Linked DNA regions of Sus scrofa: regions 1 and 3 are each linked to region 2. A link is a contact called in public HiChIP or PLAC-seq data. All regions are on one chromosome and are shown on one strand. The core of a region is the stretch at or near the end of the contact, and the rest is flanking DNA. Distances in the headings are between cores, read along the strand shown.

Region 1 (2,700 bases), core at 172-2,671, 110 kb after region 2:
CTAAATTAGGGTGTTATCCCTACAATGGAATACAATACAGTAGTTAATATGAATTAATTAGAGCTGAAAACATTATCATGGACAAATCTCAAAGATACTATGTTTCACTATGGAAACTGCAGAATGACAAGTGTGATACTAGTTATATGAAGCTTAAAAACAAGTAAAACAATGCCAATTTGGAACATACATGTATAGCAATAGCAAAAAAAAAAAAAAATGCAGCAATGAGCATAAAATTCAGAACTGTGGGGAACTCTGGGGGAGGGGGTGAATGGGACCAAAGGAGGAGGGGGTAGGAGAATCCTTCAGATATACTCATTATGCTTGGTTTCTTTTAAATAAAGATGTGTATAAACACACACACACACACACACACACACACACACAGCACGTTATGTTTGGGGAGAGATGGATGGTGGCTACACAAATGCTGCTTATGCTATTCCTTGCATTTTTCTGTATGTTCAAATTATTTCCTAATAAACCAAAATGTCAAAAGCTTAAAATCCTGCCAGGAGGACACCGTTTCTGACTTACCCAAGTATGAGCAGGAGGAAGAGACCCGCAGATGCACGGTGGATAGGTGGGGAGGCCAGGGGAGGGTGAAAACAGCACAACCTTTATTAAAGAGAAACCCATGGGCTGGGGTAGGTCATTCACTCTTGAAGACCTGGAGACCGCAGGTCATGAAGACGGAGGAGGAGGAGGTAGGGGGATGGTATTTGCGCCAATGCAGACTGGAGCAGAAACCGGCTCAGACAGTGCTGGGGGCAGGACTGTGACCGACAATTTCTCCCTACGGACACACGAGCCTCTCTCCCGCCGCAACCTCATTTGGGGGCGTCCTCAGAGGTGGGGCAGCCAGGCGCAGATGGGGGTCTCCTGGAGTCCCCGAGTCTGTGCAAGGGTGCCAGGTGAGCGCCCAGTGTGTAGGGAGGTGCCCTTGTCGACCGGCCGGGTGCAGGGAAGGAGACCACCCTGCAGTGCTCCGGCCAGAACGCGGGGGCAGGAAACGAAAGCGGGATCCCGGGCCGACCATCCCTGCCCACTCCGTTCTGCCTCTCCCCCAACCGCCGCCCCCCAACACTTACGCAGACATCTCTTTCATCGCTTCCTGCGTCCCCCTCACCGGCGAGTGCCTTTCGCTCTGGAGTCCTGTTCTTGCTCTTCCCTTCTCCTCCTGTCCACTTTCCTCCGCTCGTTTGCAGCTCGCTTCCTCGCTCTCTTACTCTCTCACTTACTACGGCCGAGGCATCCAACCGAGTAGTGAAAACACCACAAAACCGGCTCTATTTATGACAATACAGCGCGGCCGACGCCAATATGGCGCCGCTTCCCAGCCTGCCTCTCGCCCGCCGTGGCCCCGCCCCTTGAGACCTGGACCCGCCCCCTCCCCACCCCGCCCCCTCCCCCTGGGTCCCGGAGGCTCCGGGTGCCCCGCCCATAGGAGGGGAACCGGCTCGGGCTGCAAACATAGGTCTCAAGGAGTGTTTGGTTCCTTCCTTTGTTCAGTGGGACTGTCAATCCAGGCTAACTGCTAGGAAGGTAATTTGGGACGTGTTTTCCTGTTTCTCTTATGAGAGCCTATATCATATATTTTAAAAAAGATCACAACCTTGCATAGAAAATACTATTTTAACTCTTTCATTATGCCACACCTTTAATTTAATAGGTCATAGTCATAGTCTAATCAATTCAGCCCTTGAGGAGATTATGTCCTGAGAAGGTCACACCCAGGAACGTGTGACTTTGCAATAACCCCAGAGAAGAGCAAGCTTGTCAATTGGAGGCTAACTGTTCCCTTCACCTCTAAGTACCTCCCCCTGATTAATGACGTTCTAGTAAAGTGGAAGAGGTTGATAGGAATGCTCGCAGTTTGTGATAGGATAAATAGAACACAATGAAAATCTCACACTTTTGAATATTGGAAATCGTGTTTCATGTGAGGATGAAAATGGTAAAGTGATGACAAATTTTAAAATGTCAAAGGGTAGAAATAATTTAAAACAGTAAGTCATTATAAGGAAAAGAATGTGAAGAAGCTTTTTCTTGGAATGTGACTCAGAGTCATAGTAGATAGAGAGTACATATAGAATCATTCATTCAAAAATATTTATTGAAAACCTAATTTGTGTCAAGCACTGTGGTAGGCTTCAGTGATTTAGTTGTGCACAAAACCAGAGGTATTCTCTTTTTTGGTAGGCCTGAGGCATGCAGAAGTTCCCATGCTAGGGATGAACCCATGCCATAGCTGTAACCAGAGCCACAGGGGTGACAATGCCAGATCCTTAACCTGCTGAGTCAAAAGGTAACTCCCAGATGTATTGTTTAGTGAGGAGACAATTGAATATAAGTGATATTCTTCTGTTGTAGAAACAAATCACCTACTATGTGTCAGGCACTAGAGATACTTAATTCCTGCTCTCAAAAGTTCAGTCTAGTGAAGGAGAATAAGCACATAGAGAGATCACTAAAATACAGTACAGTCTGTGATGGGATGCGGTTAGGAGATTTTGGGAGGCCCAAAGAGGGCCAATTAAACCTGGGGACAGGGGATGCTCAATAGTGGCTTTCTGGAATAGGGCATGTGCTTAAATTAGCAAGATTTGGGAATAGGGATTGGGTACAGGTGGTAGGGAGATGGCAAAACCTATCCCAGGCAGGATATAGTAATTGCTATCAAGGGCTTCAATGCCA
Region 2 (3,019 bases), core at 93-2,592:
GAAGCAGTTTCTTGGTAAACTCGGTTCCCCAAAGAAAGAGATTCACATTAAGTATTAACTATAAATAAATATTTGCTAGTTTATAAGTGATAGAAAGTTCTTTTCATGCTTCATCATATTTTAAAGCACGGAGATGATAAAACAAAACAAAATAAAAAACCGTCTTTCCCCCTTCTTTCCAAAAAGGAAAACAAAACTCGACTTCTGTTTTACAAGTTAGTAGGCACTTCACAGTAAAAATGATCCACTTGGTTGAAGCAACTTTTCCACCTACTACCTATTAAAATACCACTGGTAATTTTTAAAGCCTCACCGCATTTTGCCCAGCTGTCAGCAACAACAGCAATCACCTCTCAGCAACTGATGAGATTAAACTAAAAAGAGCTCTCCTGAGGTCGGAAGGATCCTCCTTCCTGTTCTAAAACGTAAAACCTCCAATTCAATAATAAATCAATTTTTAAATATGAGGATTTCGTCTTCCTTCATTCAGATTCTTCTAACTTCCCTAATCCAAGACCCAAGTCTTTGGGAAGTTCTAAGGTTCCGACGACTACAACGGCATCAAATTACAGAGCTTGACTTTGATTTCACACACAAACCCCGAACTCTGTCACTTTTTCAAAAGCTTGACAGTTTGCCAGCGTCGAGTTTAAAGACACAAAGAGCCACAACCAAAACTGACCCCCCGAAACTCTGAGCAGCAAGACCCTCGGACCCGCTCCTGCCCTCCCGCTGTTAGAGGTAGCCCGCGCGGGAACACACTCACCCGAGGCCATGGCTCTGCTCACCGCGCCGCCCTGCTCCGAGCGTCCGAACCGGAGGCCGCCGCAGTCAGTCAGTCCGGCGGCCGAGGGACCTCTGCCAGCGGGATCCCCAATCCCCTTGACCACCCCCGGGACCTCCTCCTCCTTCCCGCCCTCCTCTGGGTTTGCGGCTCACACCTTCCCACCCGCTTAATTCTCGCGCTCGGGTCACCCGGCGTCGCCAGTCCAGGCTGCGGGAGCCAGGGGCAGGGGGCGGAGCGCAGCAGCAGCAGCAGCAGCGGCAGCCCAGCTCTGGCCGGCCCGAGAGGCAGGCTGCCCGGCGGGAGGGGAATTTCCCCTAGCTGACGTAGGCCCCCTACACCGCCGCCTTCCCCCGGGAGGGGGCGGGACGCCTTGAGACTCGCGCGCGTGCGTCGGCGCTGGGCTGCCCCGTGCCCCGCCCCCTCCCCGGAGCCCCCAAGGGCTTGGGATCCAGTTTGGGAAGCGGGAACGGGGGACCTTCGGGAGCGCAGGGAACGCTGGGACCCGGGAGGTGACTTCCCCCAGCGTGCGAAAGCTGTTGGCTCCTGAGAAATCCCCCTCCTCCAGGATGTTCTTGGGCGCTTGGCTTAAAGTTCAGGAGCAGGTGGGAGGGTGCGGTGACGTCAGGAGGGCCGACCGCCGGCAAGCACTTAGGGGTGGGCCGGGCGCGAAGTGGGGCCGGCCCTCCCGGGCTTGGGGGGGTTTTCGATGGGTGGTTCCCCTTCTTGCACACGCAAATCTCCGCCCCCGCGCGGGCTGGCGGCACAGCGCCGATGTACCCGAGCGCCCTCGAAGGGAAGTGCGGAAGCCGCGGTAGCCGGTGCGCGGTCGTAATTCATATATTTGCATACGGAGACCCCCGATCTTCTTCCTTTGCCTGTCTAAATTGCGAGGGCTCTGTTAACGTACTTTACAAACTAAAACTTTTTAAGCTCTTAGGGTCCGCAATGTGAGTTCGTTGCCTGATGTTCATTGTGCTCAAGATTAATGTGGACACTGCCTTGGGACTGGACAGAAATAGCCCGAGGAAAGAGGGAATGTAACGTTTAGTATACTAAAGGAATCTAAGTTTACTTTGTTTCCTTACTGTGTAAAGGACCTAAGTGTCAGTTTAGTTGCCTCGTTTGTAATGTATTATTATCCTAATTTGATAGGTGAGGCAATCAGGGTTCAGAGACGTAACTTGTCCTTATTTTAGAATGCTAGTAAAAAGAAAAGCACAATTTAAATTCAGGGTTGTCTGACTCCAAAGCTCCAGGCTCTTTCCACTATCCTTTGCTGCCTAAAATAAATATGGAGGAGTAATGGAAAATAGTCTGCCATACAGGTGCCAAAACTGGGGGATCCGGTTGGGGAAATAATTAAAATCTCCTGCCACTCCCAAAATATCCTCTTCACGAAATAAAGTAGAAAAGAATGAAAGTTTTATTATTGAATAAACATTAAACCATACTGTGATGCGTTAAGACGATTGCAAAGACAAAAAAGAAATCTCACTTTATATAATCAGACAGGTACAATCAATTACAAACTTGTCTTTATCCCAAGGAAAAATAATAGGAAGTTACATCTTGGAGCTAAAAGCCAGGGTTTAAACTTCTACAGAAACAGGGAGATGGGGCAACATCCTCCTTGATGTTCACATTTCCAAGAGATAGCTCCAAGGCCCCAAGAAAGATCTTAAAGGGGCACAAAGCTATAAGAGGCTTGTTTAGCTTGCTTGCTTGCTTTTTTAGGGTCCCACTCACAGCATGTGGAAGTTTCCAGGCTAGGGGTCAAATTGGAGCTGCAGCTGCCAGCCTACTCCGCAGCTGCTCAAGGTACCAGATCCTTAACCCACTGAGGGAGGCCAGGGATCAAACCTGAGTCTCATGGATACTAGTCTGATTCATTATCGCTGAGCCACAAAGGGACAAAGGGAACTCCTTGTTTAGCTTTTCGAAAGTTGTACACACATCTTAGAGAGAAAGGCTGTAGCCAATTAAAAAAAGAGAAATCATTTACAGTTTCTGCTTTGCTAAATGAGAAAGTAGGGGTAATGTTCTCTGTTCTTTTTGGCACCAGGCACATTTTTTAGTTTATTTTTTTCAGGTTTTTTTTACCCATACAGTTTCAAATGTCAAAGCTATATGAATGAACTGAACACAAATGCTTAAAAATCCATTATGAGGATGAGAAACAAATAGGAATGGACAATATTTTGCATATATTTGTTTATATTTCACCTCCAGAAA
Region 3 (2,903 bases), core at 53-2,552, 120 kb before region 2:
CGGATACTAGTCGGGCTCCTAAGCGCTGAGCGAAAAGATTACGAGATTTTAAAACATAGCAGAAATACATTCCAGTGCGTTGGGAATTTGGGGTGGGTGGGGGTGTGAAGGAGAAAATAATAGTTTTATTGCTTTGTCACAGCTAACCCATGTCCTCAAAAAGCTGTGTCCCCCTGTTGGGGATTTTTATTTAGGTAAACCTACCACAGTAGGGATTTGACATTCGAGTTTTTCTTCCTTGAATTAAGATGTCCAGATCTACTCAACACAAAACACACAAGGCTGTGAAATTTCCTCTTTTATTCTATTTTAACTTTTTTTGAGCTGTAAATCTATTTAACATTGATTACAACAAAACAATATCTCACAGGCTTAGAAAAATCACACTCTATCTAGCACACAAAGGCCACTCATAGGCCTCAGTTCTCAACTCCTGCTTTAAAGTTGCTTTTCCAAAACTTCATTGCTTTACGTAAGCTGGAAAAGAATGCACTGTGTATAGGCTTGAGCTCCAGTTGCGTTAAATGTGACCTGCTGACTTTTCACCAACTTGAGAAATGGTTAAAGGCTTGAGACTTTGTTCCCTATCAAACCGGGGCTGGGCAAATGCCTCTCTGAGCAGCTACGAACCGAAAGTCTAACTCTTTAAGGGGAAGAAGGGTAGGGGTGGCGGAGGTAGAAGAGTCAAACAGTTCCGTCAGAGTGTCCCGCAAACAGAAGAAACAGCCGCACCGTTTCTTCCAAGCCCCGGGACCCAGAAGCCCCCTGGAAAACGTCGCTACCGAAAACCGCCGAGCCAGAAGCAACTATCCGACACTGAAATTCCCGTTGCTGGCGCCCCGGCAGCACCTCGACCCGCTTAAGGCTGGGGGGCGGGGTGGGGACTGGATGAGAGGGGGAGGGGACACCTCACCCCTAATAACGGCCTCAACCGCCCCTTACCAAGTGCCCGCTCCGGCCCACAAAACTCGTGGCCAGAAGAATCAAACACTCACTGGAAAGTGGGGCCAGGTCCCGGTCCCGGCCCGGCCCCCGGAATCCGGCGGGTCTCCCAGGGTTTAGGGGGAGGAGGCGGCTGGGACGCCATCTCCACCTCCTCTCGGCTGCCGCTCTGCACTGGGCTCTGAGCCGGGACTCTCCAGGCCCGGGGACACCATCCGTTTGCGCGCAAGGCACAACTTGCAGAGCGCGGAACCCTCCACCCGGCCTGTCTCTGCAGTCAGGTTGTGACTTGTGGAGCTTTGCGGCTGGGACTACAGTCTATTAGGATACCACTAATCCAGGGGAAGAAATGCTCTCTTTTTCTTTGACCTAGAAGGATTTCCATTCTAAACCCGATGAGGGTAGGAGCTTATCGATACTTCTGGCAGCGGCTACAGTATCCTAGACATCGGAGTCCCACGGAAGCTTATTTGGGACAAGTCCGGCTCCAGCCGGGAATAGTGCCCCACGCATTCCTGTCCCCGCGGGGCGGGGGGGGGGGTGCCGGTCTGTGTGGCAGCTCGACTGATTTCCCTGCAAACAGGTAGGGGAGACTCCACTCAGTCCTCGAGTTAGCAGCTGGTACTTTCTTTCTAAAGCTCATGTTTCCTCGGGGAACAGAATTGCTAGACGCAATTGGTGCGTTGTCTTTAGTCCTCCCCGTTCCCACTGGAGGGCTGGAAGGGGTTAAATCTCAGGCTCCGGCGTCGTGGGAGAAGGTGAGGTGGGGAGATTTGAAGTGAGGGGGTGCGGACAGGGTTCTGGAGAGGTGTGGATGGAGGAGATCGTTTCCCACCAGCTGCAGAAGCTTTGGTAGCAGGGCGGTGAGTCGGAAGTTTCTTGGACCTGACTTAAGGGGAGCAAGGCTTGCTTGGTTGGCCACAGGAAAGACTCGAGGTTAGATTTGGGGATGAACTTTCCAGAAATCTAGAGTGGATTCCACTGCTGAGTGTTTATCAGTGGCGCAATGAAGTTAGGAGTGCCTCCTTTGGAAATCCACACTCCACCCCCACCCCACAAGAAGAATGACCCCCTTCTGTATGGAAATAAGTTCGAAAAGATTACAGGATTAGACTCAGCCTGGTTATTTTGCTGCCTCCTTGACTGCAGTAGTTTCTGTAATCGTGTGAGAAAGGAAAATCCATCCTTTCCTCTGGTAAACTAGAGACGGGGCCATTGGTTTGTGGAGAGGGACTCCATCCCCGTAGGGATCTTAACACGTGGGAGAGGTTCTTTTGCAATGAGAAGTTCCAGTTCTTTGTGTAAACATGTAAACGAAAAGCAAACATTTTAAAGGTAACCAACAGCGAAAACCTTACAGTATGGGGTATATTTCTCAGGGCTTGCTTTCAAAGATAATAAATCTAATATGGAACAACTGATTTCTGATGTCTTATAAAAGCCTGTCATTTCAGTGCAGTACATCAAGGTGAAACTGCCTTAAGGCATAAAGTATTTTCTCCTAATAATGTTAACTTTCTTGAAAAGTCGCTAGATTGTTGCTACGCGAAAATGATCTTGAGAGGTTTATAAGTTTCATTATTAACACATATGGAGGAGGGTTTTGTTTTTTTAAAACCTCTTGCAGTTAGTTACTCAAGGTTTTGTAATTCTGAACAGGTTTGGGAACTTTTCAGAGCCAAGAGATTGCACTGTGTCATTTACTGACTGTCGTGATACCTTTAATCTAGTGAACTACAGGAGAAACGTTGTCTTTAAAGGAAAGGCCCAGCAAGGGGAGGGGGAAGTATACATTTTAATACAACTATTTAACTTAAGTCTCCAGGGAAATCTTTGATACAAATTGCCCTTTTTAAGCACTCACTCATGGATTTATTTATTGGTCAGTAGGATTTATTTGTTTCTCTGTGTTGAAGGTTAATTCTCAATTAAATGAAATCCTTGACCTTAGCTAATGGAAA

The links. HiChIP or PLAC-seq counts read pairs in DNA pulled down with a chosen protein or histone mark.
Region 1: an H3K27ac HiChIP or PLAC-seq map of alveolar macrophages shows a contact between it and region 2. The contact joins the promoter of PAPOLG here to the promoter of REL in region 2. A contact is called at or near these places in 2 of 47 Hi-C or Micro-C datasets (heart right ventricle and liver) and 1 of 2 datasets of contacts at active chromatin or transcription factors (alveolar macrophages).
Region 3: a contact with region 2 is called in an H3K27ac HiChIP or PLAC-seq map of skeletal muscle. The contact joins the promoter of PUS10 here to the promoter of REL in region 2. A contact is called at or near these places in 1 of 5 promoter capture datasets (fetal liver), 7 of 47 Hi-C or Micro-C datasets (embryonic fibroblasts, fibroblasts, heart right ventricle and 3 more) and 2 of 2 datasets of contacts at active chromatin or transcription factors (alveolar macrophages and skeletal muscle).

What each region holds. Positions count from the first base shown.
Region 1 is chr3:81,023,948-81,026,647 of Sscrofa11.1, forward strand. PAPOLG (poly(A) polymerase gamma) reads right to left here and starts at 1,422. Exons shown (of 22, transcript XM_003125108.5): 1 at 1,095-1,422. The coding sequence starts at 1,111.
Region 2 is chr3:80,910,891-80,913,909 of Sscrofa11.1, forward strand. It overlaps REL (proto-oncogene c-Rel), which reads right to left and starts at 1,343. Exons shown (of 10, transcript XM_005662527.3): 1 at 767-1,343. The coding sequence starts at 776.
Region 3 is chr3:80,789,942-80,792,844 of Sscrofa11.1, forward strand. PUS10 (putative tRNA pseudouridine synthase Pus10) reads left to right here and starts at 1,303. Exons shown (of 19, transcript XM_021087518.1): 1 at 1,303-1,525. The coding sequence starts at 1,338. PEX13 (peroxisome biogenesis factor 13) reads right to left here and starts at 1,166. Exons shown (of 4, transcript XM_003481205.4): 1 at 996-1,166. The coding sequence starts at 1,087.